2 separate regions of the Sus scrofa genome follow, and region 1 is linked to region 2. The links are chromatin contacts, called in public HiChIP or PLAC-seq maps. All regions are on one chromosome and are shown on one strand. The core of a region is the stretch at or near the end of the contact, and the rest is flanking DNA. Distances in the headings are between cores, read along the strand shown. Region 1 overlaps HIVEP2 (transcription factor HIVEP2). Region 2 overlaps HIVEP2 (transcription factor HIVEP2).

Region 1 (5,517 bases), core at 1,435-3,934, 140 kb before region 2:
GCAGGGGGAACGGGGGCCTTGGTTTGAAAACGGAGGCCTCTCCTGAAGGTGCTGACAGCAGGAGCCTGTCAGCTCACTGCATTCCTTACAGCTGAATGGCAAGTTCTTTCAAGGACAGAAATCTGCTTGGCCCACCTCCCTGGCTGCCACAAACTGATTAAGAAACTGTGGCCAAGAGGTTAAGTGACTTGCCCAAGATCACACAGAGACCAAGGGCTGGAACCTGATAATGACACTTGCTGGATGGTTCATGGACACTACACACAGAGGACCGGGACAGACTTTCTTTGTCTCCTTGATGTTTATCTACCAAGACTTTTTAAATGGAAATGGAAATTCTTTGGTTTAAAAAAGATGAGGCCAGAAACCATAATTTTTTTTCATCATCATCCTTGAGCCACATATGACAAACCCTCAAAAAATGTTCAGTGAATAAAAAACATCTTTCCCTTCCTTTCTCCCTCTCTCCCTCTCTCCCTCTCTATCTATCTATCTATCTATCTATCTATCTATCTATCTATCTATCTATCTATTATCTATCTATCTGTCATCTATCTTAAAATTAAAACTAACCAGAGGGCATAAGGGCAGAAACAGCAGGGTCCTAGAAGTTCAGTGACTGCATGTCACTTCTTCCAAATCTGCTTCCTAGACCCACCACTCCAGACTGAAGCACATAACGAGTGTGCCACACTGGGCTCCGAGGTTCTTTCGTGTCACGGTCACTGTCCTGTGAGCCCTTGGTCGATGTTAAATAACAAGGTTTTGCTGGTAGAATTTCCATCAAAAATAATTATTGTTGGCGTTATTCTAATGGGATATGTTCACACATTACTTAGAGAGGGGGAAGCACTCATCTGCTAGAGCCATCAAGAGAAATACTTCTGGCAATGAGAACCCTGCCTATACATCATAGAAAGATGAAAATCCTCTGCCACCCCTCCAAGACAGTGTGTTAAGGCATCGAATGGGAAGCCTCTGAGACCAAGCGCCCCTGCTTTAGGGAGGATTCCAAGATCTAGTCCCTCACATCATGTGAACAACGCCACAGGCTAAAAGTTCTCTAAAGGGAATTAAACTGGGTAATACACCAAGGGCTCAATACTTGGGCTTCATAAATGGTAAGCTTTAACAATTCTATTAAATATCCAAGTGAATTGGTATTAAAAAAAAAAAAAAGAAAAACTAGTGCAAACTCAATGACTAATAAAACCAATCTCCTTCCAACAACAACTCTCTTGGTCATAGATTCAAAAAGTAGATGCACTTTCTTAGTCCACTCCTTTGCTTCCTTTGCCCAAGTTGACTGTGAGTTGCTATTATTTTCTCATAACAATAGTGTGGTAGTGCCAAAGGGTTATTTTTGGTGGCTGAAGCTGGCTGGATCCGCTCCAGCATCTCCCAAATACCACAGTATTGACCAACTTGGCCAACGGCCAGAACAGGAGAACCTTTTCTCACACACTCCACCAGCATCCTTGGCTCTACACCAGAGAAAGCATTTTACACCCCAAATACAGTATCCTAGTATCAAGGGATTGCTCACTCCATCAATGCTGCAATAGCATGAACTTCAGAAGAGCTCTCTTTTCTACTTAGCACCACCAAGACACAATAGCCTGTGGAAGGTATCTCTTTTTCTTTAGCTGGCTAACTTATTAGGCTGGCAAATAAATTATGTCCTGATGGCTATGCATGTTTCTGCAGTAATTGCACCATGAAGACGAAGCTGGTGACAGGTTTGTAAACAGAGGGTGTTGGGGGCAGGGGAATGGAACGCAGCAGAGAGCTGCCTTCAGAAATGACCACCTAAGTATCTAATTCAGGGCGGGGAAAAGGTGATGAGAGGGAGGAGGCTGACCACTAGGGCAGTGATAAGATGGCAGTGCTGGGAGCTGGCAGTGCTTTCTTTGTCTGTGAAGGTCAGTGGTGACCCACAGGGCGGAAACCCAGAGCAAAGAGACAATGGCAAAGAAGAGAGCCCGGGGAACAAAAAACACATGGAAAGCACCCAACTCCAAAGGTATCACTCTTCTGGCTATGCTAAGGACCTGCTTCATTCATTCATTTTTAAAAATCCAAGAATGAAAGAGACATCAAGATCTACCACGCTGGTGGAACGAGGCAGGGCAGGTATTTTTCTATGGACTGCAGTAAGCCTGCTGCCTAAACTTCATCCATGATGGCTGCTGTTGTTATTTTAGTGTATCATGAGGGCACGCCATAGAAATCTCCTCTGATGCTCTCTCCCTCAGGTCTCCCACCTGCCCACTTTCTGCGGGCTCATGATCTCACTGAACAAGGGCACTTGACAGCAGGAGGTGGTGGTGCCGGCAAGAAAAGTACCATGTTTGTGCCTGTCATTTATAAACACACCAAAGGGGTCATTCTCCCCCATGCCAGGCCCTCACTGATTTCACGTGTCCACTCACTGTGGGCAAAGAAGTGAGTTTATTGGAAAATATTTTTTTTTTTATTAGAAGTCAATGCTAATGCCTGGGCCAGAAGCCCTACCTGGCAAAGGGTTATATAAATGACACTGAAATGTCCCTGAGAGTGTCTGTCTCGGTAGTCATGTCATTCCAAAGACTTCACCTTCTCTACTCACGCAGAGGTTTCAACTCCTGTCTATAATGAGTTAAGCTTAGAAAGCATTTAGAAAGGGCTCACCTGTTATAGCTGGAAATGGTCTGCTCTGATGCAATGCTACCCTTGGGGTAATGCCACAGCCAGGTCACTGACAATAGCATGTGATGAAAAGGTCTTCCTGCTATTTTTAGAAATTGAGTTGAATTCACTCCTCCTCATGAAAGATACCCATGTCATAATAAATTTCACACTACCAAGAGGGTCCCATGTGCTTGGACTTACGTATTAGAAAGAGAAAGCTAATTATACTTACAGGAGGCCCCAATACAATTGGCTCTGCTTGCAAATACTGCCCCATGGACAACGGAGGGTTGTGGTATAAAGCCCTTCTGGGAGACGGTGCTCGTATGGTGGTCATGTATCTTCTCTCTCTTCTGGGAGAGAGGTCTCTTCTGGCCATGATCTCTTTCCCAGGTGACACTGGCCTCCTTGGGGACAGATGCCTTCTTGGTGAAACATCTCTTTGTGACATCTCTCTTCTCAAGGCAGCTTCCTTTCTCGGTGAAAGATGTCTCATGGGGGACAGCTCTCTCCTGGGTGATAAATGTCTTCTGGGAGATAAATCTCCTTTGGGTATCAGATACCTCTTTGGTGAATTATCTCGACAGGGTGAAGAATCATATCCTGGGGAGGAATGGCGGCTGGAGGGTGAGAAGTCCCTCGGGGAGGAGCTGGGCTCTGAGGACAGCACGCACTCTTCATCCATACAACTAGGGATGTCTAGCCTGTCTTTGTCTGGTTCCGAGTCTGTACTTTTGCTCTGGAATAACCTCTGGTATTCTGTCATCTGAGTATCTTCACATGAGTCACTTGGTGTCATCAGCTGAGTAACCTGAATACTTGGCAAAGTAACCAAATAGCTGATCAGCGAAGAATGCCCCAGGGAGCTGTCGGAAGGAACCCCATGGGGCACGGCGCCAACATTCACAGGCAGGGAGGAGAATCTAGGGGGCTGGGGACTGGTGCTTCTTGACCTTGTTTTGGGTGTCAAATCTCCTTGGTCGTCAAAGTCATCATCGTCTTCATCGTCGTCCTCATTATCATCTCCATCCTCACCATCCGATTCTTCGGCATCTGAGAACTGGTGATCCGTTGAAATGCTGGACATGCTATGCTTCCCGGCGGCTTTGTGCAAATCTTCCATCGTTTCTGAAGCGATTGAACAAAGAGAGTGAAGATCAAGACCCAAACATGAAGGTTAAGAGCTAAGGGGGCCTCCCTCTCTTTCCTAAAGCATCCCTTGAACCTCCAGCCCCGAGAGACAGTCCCACCTCTGAGCTCCTATTTAACACACAGGGGCACATCCCTTTGTGACAGGGATTGGCTCTTAGCTTTTTACGGAGCTCTCTGGTTTCATCCCTACCCTACCCTCCAATGTGGACTCCGGAGCAGGACCTTAGAGCTCAGGCATCACACTACTCATAGAAAACCCAAAGTAAGCACATATGTAACAAGTTAATGATGATGTTAGAGGAAAAAGAAAAGCAAGAACCTGCCTCCACAGGTAAAGACCTCAGGAGGTCCAGTGGAGCCTCAGGCTTTCAACCGAGGTGACTGATTGGTTCATTTTTCCTACTAGAGTTCCTCTCAATAGGAAAAATCAGACATTAAAATGCTTTTTGAACTTCCCAAAAAGTTTCATAAAACTGCAACCACCATCACAACTTGAGTGCAGTCAGATCTCCTTTGTGGTTCTAGACAGAAATATTTTCATAGTAAGGCCTTTCCACCCCCTCAGTCAGAACTGAGATGCACTTCTTCTCAGTAGGTTTCAAGTGATTTAATGTGTCAGACTTTTTTTTCCCCCTATGTTTAGTATTTAATAGCATGAAATGCGATCAGTTTTTTCGAAACATCTAAATTTATTTTACTACCTTGGCCACAAAGCTCCAGTATGCATAGGAAAGAGGTCAATCAACTCAATTATAAAATACCTGCTTCCTCAGTTTCTGTATCATCCACTGATGTCATGGAGACTCCCAACTCCAGGCATTTCTTCATGTGTGCTTTAGATTTCATATGCTTCGTTAGGTTCCCTAGAAAACAGCCAAAAAAACTGGTTAGCGAAACATGATGATTGCTCCAAAATTTAGTGTGAAATGAACTCACTTGAGACAACATAGATTTGCTTCTACCCACTGCCCCTTGTCTTAAGCTTAAGAGGAACAATTTGATTTCTGAAGATATCAACTCCAGTCAGCTTCAGCCCAGTCTCAGGTTTTCCTCATTCTAGAAGATCTGCAGAGGTTGAGGATCACATCTTTCCAAGAGTGGGCTCAAGAATCCAAGGCTTTCCTGACTGAAGAGGGATCTAATATCTTGGCTCTAATGAGCCAGCCTCTTTGGAATCCATATAAACAGGGTGACACAAGCTGGGTCACTACTGCCGAAAAACTTCAGAATGAAATGTTACTGTCAACACATCCCCTGGACCCCAGACCTTCTGGCATTGACCATATAAACTTGCAGGATCCTCATTTGTCAGAAGGAAAAACAGATAAAAACTAATATTGGGCCAATCCTGTAAATGAATTCAAAGACCCATACAAATACTTAATTAGCAAGCTACTTACAGGGAGCATTAGTCTCAATATTTAGCATCTATTTGTCTGGCATACATCAGCAAAGATTATGACAGCAGTTTCTAAAGTTCTGGAGCAACAATATTCCTTTTTCTTTTTCTTTTGTCTTTTTAGGGCCACGCCAGCAACATATGGAGGTTCCCAGGGTAGGGGTGCAATTGGAGCTGTAGCCACAGGCCTATACCAGAGCCACAGCATCATGGGATCCGAGCCTCGTCTGGGACCTACACCACAGCTCATGGCAACGTCAGACCCTTAACCTACTGAGCTACTGAGCGTGAGGCCA
Region 2 (5,794 bases), core at 3,260-5,759:
GAAGAAAGAAGGGCATAGATCAAATAAAATGTTACAAAAAAAAAAAAAAAATCTGCCTTTTCAACATTAGGCTCCCTAGAAGCTACACTTAAATCTATCTTCGCTGCTGCTATTGGAATCCCGTAATAAATATTTTTACATGTTGTGACTAAATAGAAAAATGGGAAAATACATCCGTAGGTCACTATTCTGTGCCCAGCCTAGGCCAGATGTATCATATTTAGACTATAAGGTTAAAATCTCCCTTTTAGTCTTAGTTTTGCAGCAGGATTGTTTTATTTTTAATATTTTAAGTTACATTCTTAAAAGATGTCATTGTCTCATAGCAGCCTCTTCCACCTGCCAAATAAGATTGCTTTTGGACATCTGATGGGCTTGTGGTCAATTACGTCATCATCTTCCCTCTTTCCCACCCTGCAATAATACATGATGGTGTTTGCTCACACACACACACACCATACACCACACACCGCACATTCATACACAACCTTTTCCTCATAGCTAATCTTCTTTGGGGAGGCCAAACATTCACCAAGTACTCAAGGTAAATACGAGAAAGTCACCTTTAACTGCTCCTCTCCCTCAGCTCTAATCACCAAAGGCGACAATTTTACTAAGCTGCCTCTCTCTCTTGTCAATCTTCTAACTCCACCACTGTGACCTCAGTTTTAGCCTTCAACATTCCTTCACTTAGGTAAATACAGTAGCTATCCTAGGTTCTCCCTTTCCTCTCAAACAAGGCTCTGCATGACTAAAAGGGAGTGTAAAACATAAGGCTGACTGCAGCACTCCTGGGATTGAACCAGCCACTCGTGGTTGCACCACACAGTCCTGTGCCAGAGATCATCCTCCACCATCATAATTATTCTTCATATGTCTGAACTCTCTACTCGATGTGGGGGTCTCCGTGATCAGAGGCTGTGCTATGCTGACTGCTGCATCTCCTGTTCCCAACAGAGTGTCTGCCTGGCACATTTGCACAACTGTAAGTGGACTGAACGATAAAACAATGCACTGAGAATGTTCACTCCTGAGGTAGTCCCGCTAGACCACATAAAAAGACAGCATGCTAGAGCAGAAGAGCATTTGTTCCAAAATTAAAGAAAACTGGTGACAATCCAGAGCCCTAGTATATCTTAGGCAATTACATAACCTCTCTGAACTTTAGGTTCCCAATATAAAAGATGGTGTTAGGAATAAATGGAATAACATATATTATGTGCCTACTGGTTACAGAGAAAGTGCTCAATAAATGTTACCTATTATTATGGCTTACAGAACAATTTCATGTCCAATGTGCAAAATACAAACACATATCAGACATCAAAATTATCTATTTCAGTAACTAGACACATATCTATATATCTGTGGTATCCATTAGAGTAGCCAACAGCCTTAGGTGGCTACTGACACTTGGAATGTGGTTTGTGTGACCAAGAAACTGATTTTTAAATTTAATTAATTTAAATGTAAACAGTCCCATGAGACTGGGGGAGGGGTTACCTTATTAGACAGCAAAGATTTATTTCAACTCTTACATCCGTGGTTCCCCCATAAGAGCTTGTCTCCTCCCTACCCACCCCAATTAGTCTTTTAGCAAGGTTCAAGTATCAAGGTCACTTCTCCTTCATTTAAAGGAATCAGACATAAAACAATCCATTCTATCCAAAGAGATTTAGTCCTGCAGTATGAGATTGTATGACAGTCCCACATAAGTATTCACATTGAATGGATGACTGTATCAATGAAAGAAACCAATGAAGAAGAGAGTCCACAGAATGGAACCCCCAAAACAACACAGAGAAGGATTACACAGGATTTGGGACCAGAAGACCTCGCCTTAAATCCTAGCTCTGCCATTCACCGTCCATGAGGTCTTGCGAAAATCTGTGATCTCTTATCCGTCAGATAATGATAATATTAATTAGAACTCACAAATATTCTATAGTAATCAAATGAGATATATCAGACATACAAATATTAGTGCCAATGGGGTAACTGAGGCAGCTGTAAAAATAACACTTAAATCCCTACCTTCTATATTATTACAGTAAATAATGTCCTTTAAGCATGAGCTGCACTACGCTTCGCATGTCTTGACAACTTGAGTAAATGTCTATAGGAAAAGATGAATAATTAGAAAGAGGATTACTATTTGTAAACTATAATAAAAGGACTTATTAGTTCTTTGCAATCATTATCTGTATAGTCTTCATCTGAAACCCAGGTCAGATAATGTTGAATTCTGCTTTTGAATATCTGACCAACCTCCTTAATCATACTTCATGTGCTACATGAACAGGGTCTGTGGCCCTTGCAATATTAGGTAAAAATGATTCACTTCTGTTCTTTACATTTCATGAAGTACTTTCACTTTTTTTTTTTTTTTTTTTTTGTCCTTTTGCCATTTCTTGGGCCGCTCCCACGGCATATAGAATTTCCCAGGCTAGGGATCAAATCGGAGCTGTAGCCACAGGACTACGCTACGCCACAGCAACGCAGGATCCGAGGTGTGCCTGCAACCTACACCACAGCTCACGGCAACACCGGATCCTTAACCCACTGAGCAAGGCCAGGGATCGAACCCGCAACCCGATGGTTCCTAATCGGATTAGTTAGCCACTGAGCCACGACGGGAACTCCCTTCACATATATTCTTTTTTTTTTTTTTTTTTTTTTTTTTTTTGCTATTTCTTTGAGCCGCTCCCGCAGCATATGGAGGTTCCCAGGCTAGGGGTCGAATCGGAGCTGTAGCCACCGGCCTACACCAGAGCCACAGCAACGTGGGATCCGAGCCGCGTCTGCAACCTACACCACAGCTCAGGCAACGCCAGATCCTTAACCCACTGAGCAAGGGCAGGGACCGAACCTGCAACCTCATGGTTCCTAGTCGGATTCGCTAACCACTGCGCCACGACGGGAACTCCACATATATTCTTAATGTTAGCTTCAGGACAACTCAAGATAAGACAATAATCTTTTATTATTCCCATTTTTCAGAACAATAAAGTAATGTTAATGATAGTAGGTAAAACTGTCAGGTTAACAACTCTAAGTTTAGAGTTTTTATCACTATATGCCTGGTAATTTCATGGTGCTTTACATTTTCAAAGAAGAATCCAGATTTTTGTTAACATGCTCCCAAAAGTTCTAACAAAATATTAGGTATCACACCACACACATATCTCATCATACACATATGTATATATAATTTACTACTAATTAATAAGCAATTTAATAGTTTTTAAGGGCTTCTGTCCACACCCATTTAGCAGATCTTAGCAATACTCTCCAAAGAAGTTACGCCAGGTAGTAGAATGCCCATTTCCAGATGAGGAAATAGGGACTAGGAGAGATTGTAACTCTTTACACTGTCTTTACAGTGTGATGAAGAGCAATGATGTGTGCACCTGGGCTGTGGGTCCAGACCTATAACAACCAGCAGAGTAACTTTAGGTAAGTCATCCAACCTCTCTGAGCTTTGCCTTCCTTCTAGGACAATTACAGAAGGTGAGTCACTCACAGATACCATTTAACCCGTAAAAGTCTTATCAGTCTGCAGCTCAGCTAATTCAGTAGATGGTCTAAGCCCTAGCTCTTCTTTGCCCCCTCCCATGCTGTACTGCCTCTTAGGAGATCTCACTATGCTCTCCCAACTGAAGAGTTAATTTCATTTGTTTTTTGTTTATCTTTATAAAGAACTGGGCCCTGTTTATCCTTTGGTTCCTGGGCTTATGTACAGCCAGTAAAAACATTCCTCTACAAGAAAGGCTGGTGAGACAGAGGTGTGCAGGCACAGGGGGTCCAGGGCAAAGGGCGTGTCCTCCTGTGACCTCCTCTCACTGCACTGCCACGCTCTCACTTCAGGGATGGCAGGTGTGTGTTTGTTTTCATGGCTCTTGCTATCTTCTTGTTTTTGTTTTCAAAGAAATAGTCCAAAACTCAAGGTTGATAGGAAAGACAGGTTCCTACATCCAGGTCCAGGAACAGGGTCACAATTAATTTAATGCTATTTAAGTGGTCCAGCCCAAAACCTTCCTATCGTGAAGAAGGGGGCAAGTTCAGAAGTCGTGGGTAAGGGCACCCAGCTAGAGGTGGGGACTCCATTGCAAAGAATCACACAGACTCCCTCTGCTGACATAAAGAAAGTTCTCCTACATCCTTGCTGAGGTAGGTGCCAGAGAAATAAGCAACCTGACCCCCTGAAGAGTCTTCGGAGCCTGGCAGTAACCTGAGCTGCTCTAGGTTATTTTTGCTGAGGGCTAGTGGTTCTTAAAGGGACTGTGCTCTGGGTGCCCCTATCCAGACACAGAACACAAATCAATGAAAAGACCAATGTGACGTGGTCACCTAAGGCAGTTTATTGGATGTATGGACTAGATCAGTAAGGTGTGTGAGCAAATATTTTCATCCCCTTTCAAGGGGATCGATTGTAATACCCTGTGTTATAATATGATTGGTTTCAAACATGGAAGTGCTGAATAACACAGCACCCCATTGGTTTAAAATGGAAAATGAAAGCAGGCATGCCCCAAGGCTCTGTCCTCAGCGCCAGGCTGCTACTTAAGAAGGGAGTGGGGAGGAGAGATTAGAGATGGGGGTGGCTACCAGGGCTGTGCTCACCAGTCATCATCCCCATTTAAATGCTCCCTCCAAGCCTGACAGGTATACCAACTGTACAAAGAAGGAAAGTGGGGCTCGGCAAGGCTTCCTAACACACGTCAGAGTTTCGTGATGGGTGAGTGTTGGCCCCTTCCGCTATGTCTACCTGAATGGTGATGATTCCGAAAGCAAATCCTCACCCCATTCAAAAAACAATTCTTGTGAAACAACCAGTCCTTTCATCCTCTGTCCCACATCCCTGAAGTGGCCAGGGGGGAGCAGGAATAATCCAGTAACGAGGAAAGTGGGATCCGGAGTCACAAGTGCCCAGGTTTGAAAACCTGCTTCACCACAAACTCACTGGGTGACCCTGGGCAAGTTGGTTATACTCCTGGAGCCTCGGCGGCAGTAACAGTAATACCTACATCATCAGGCTGTTTTGGAGATTAAATAAGATACTCATACGCGTAGTGTACTTGGAAGCATGCCTGGCACATGGAACCCTTCAGTTAAAGGGTTGCTATTATTAGTTGCGTTAGTATTCCTATTCAGCAAGTGTGTAATTCAAGTTGCCTTGAAATCTGGCAAAGGATAATCATGAGAAAAATAACGTTCAGCTAGCTGTTGGGCAGGTCCTTAGCACACGTGATCTCCAGTGCCCACAACTCTGCCAGGCAAGTTGATGCTACTCCCCTCTGCAGACCAGGGGCACGAGGCTCACAGAGGTTTAGTGACTTGCCTGAGTCACAACTAGGAAGTGATGGAGCAGGGGGTTGAACTCAAGGTCTGACTTCAAAGCCTGTACGCCTTCCACTCAATTGAGAAACAGTCAGGGAATAGAGAGCAGAGGGGAGCATCCTATTCCACAGCTGGTCAGCTCTTCCCTTAGGTCAGCCTCATAACCTCTTTGTCCTGTTTCACCTTCCAGCTATGATTTGGGGTGGAGGAGTCTGATTTCTGTAGCAAGTGCCATATATTATTCAGCGACAGGTAATTCAACAGAGAATAATAAAGCTCTCTGTAATCTTATTAAAACTACATTATTCTAAGTGCTATCTCCCTTCCTCTAGGAATCTTCACGACGACCCTAGGCACAGGGCTAATTATCTTGGAGAGCGAAGGGTGCCTTGATAACTCACTGGCATGAGCTGATATTCTGGAGGAAAATAAAATAGCCAATTTAATTGTTTAT

Evidence for each region. HiChIP or PLAC-seq counts read pairs in DNA pulled down with a chosen protein or histone mark.
Region 1: an H3K27ac HiChIP or PLAC-seq map of skeletal muscle shows a contact between it and region 2. The contact joins two enhancer-like sites.

The regions. Positions count from the first base shown.
Region 1 is chr1:22,426,423-22,431,939 of Sscrofa11.1, reverse strand. HIVEP2 (transcription factor HIVEP2) reads right to left here. Exons shown (of 10, transcript XM_021072421.1): 8 at 4,584-4,685; 9 at 2,903-3,798. Among named protein-coding and RNA genes, the nearest start is that of HIVEP2, 190 kb to the right of the region's middle. Within about 2 kb of position 2,684, at least 3 of the 83 cell types and tissues checked have an H3K27ac peak or open chromatin away from gene starts, as enhancers often do. A contact at or near this core is called in skeletal muscle, where this site is marked.
Region 2 is chr1:22,292,271-22,298,064 of Sscrofa11.1, reverse strand. All of the region lies in intron 1 of HIVEP2 (transcription factor HIVEP2), which reads right to left. Among named protein-coding and RNA genes, the nearest start is that of HIVEP2, 54 kb to the right of the region's middle. Within about 2 kb of position 4,509, at least 5 of the 83 cell types and tissues checked have an H3K27ac peak or open chromatin away from gene starts, as enhancers often do. A contact at or near this core is called in skeletal muscle, where this site is marked.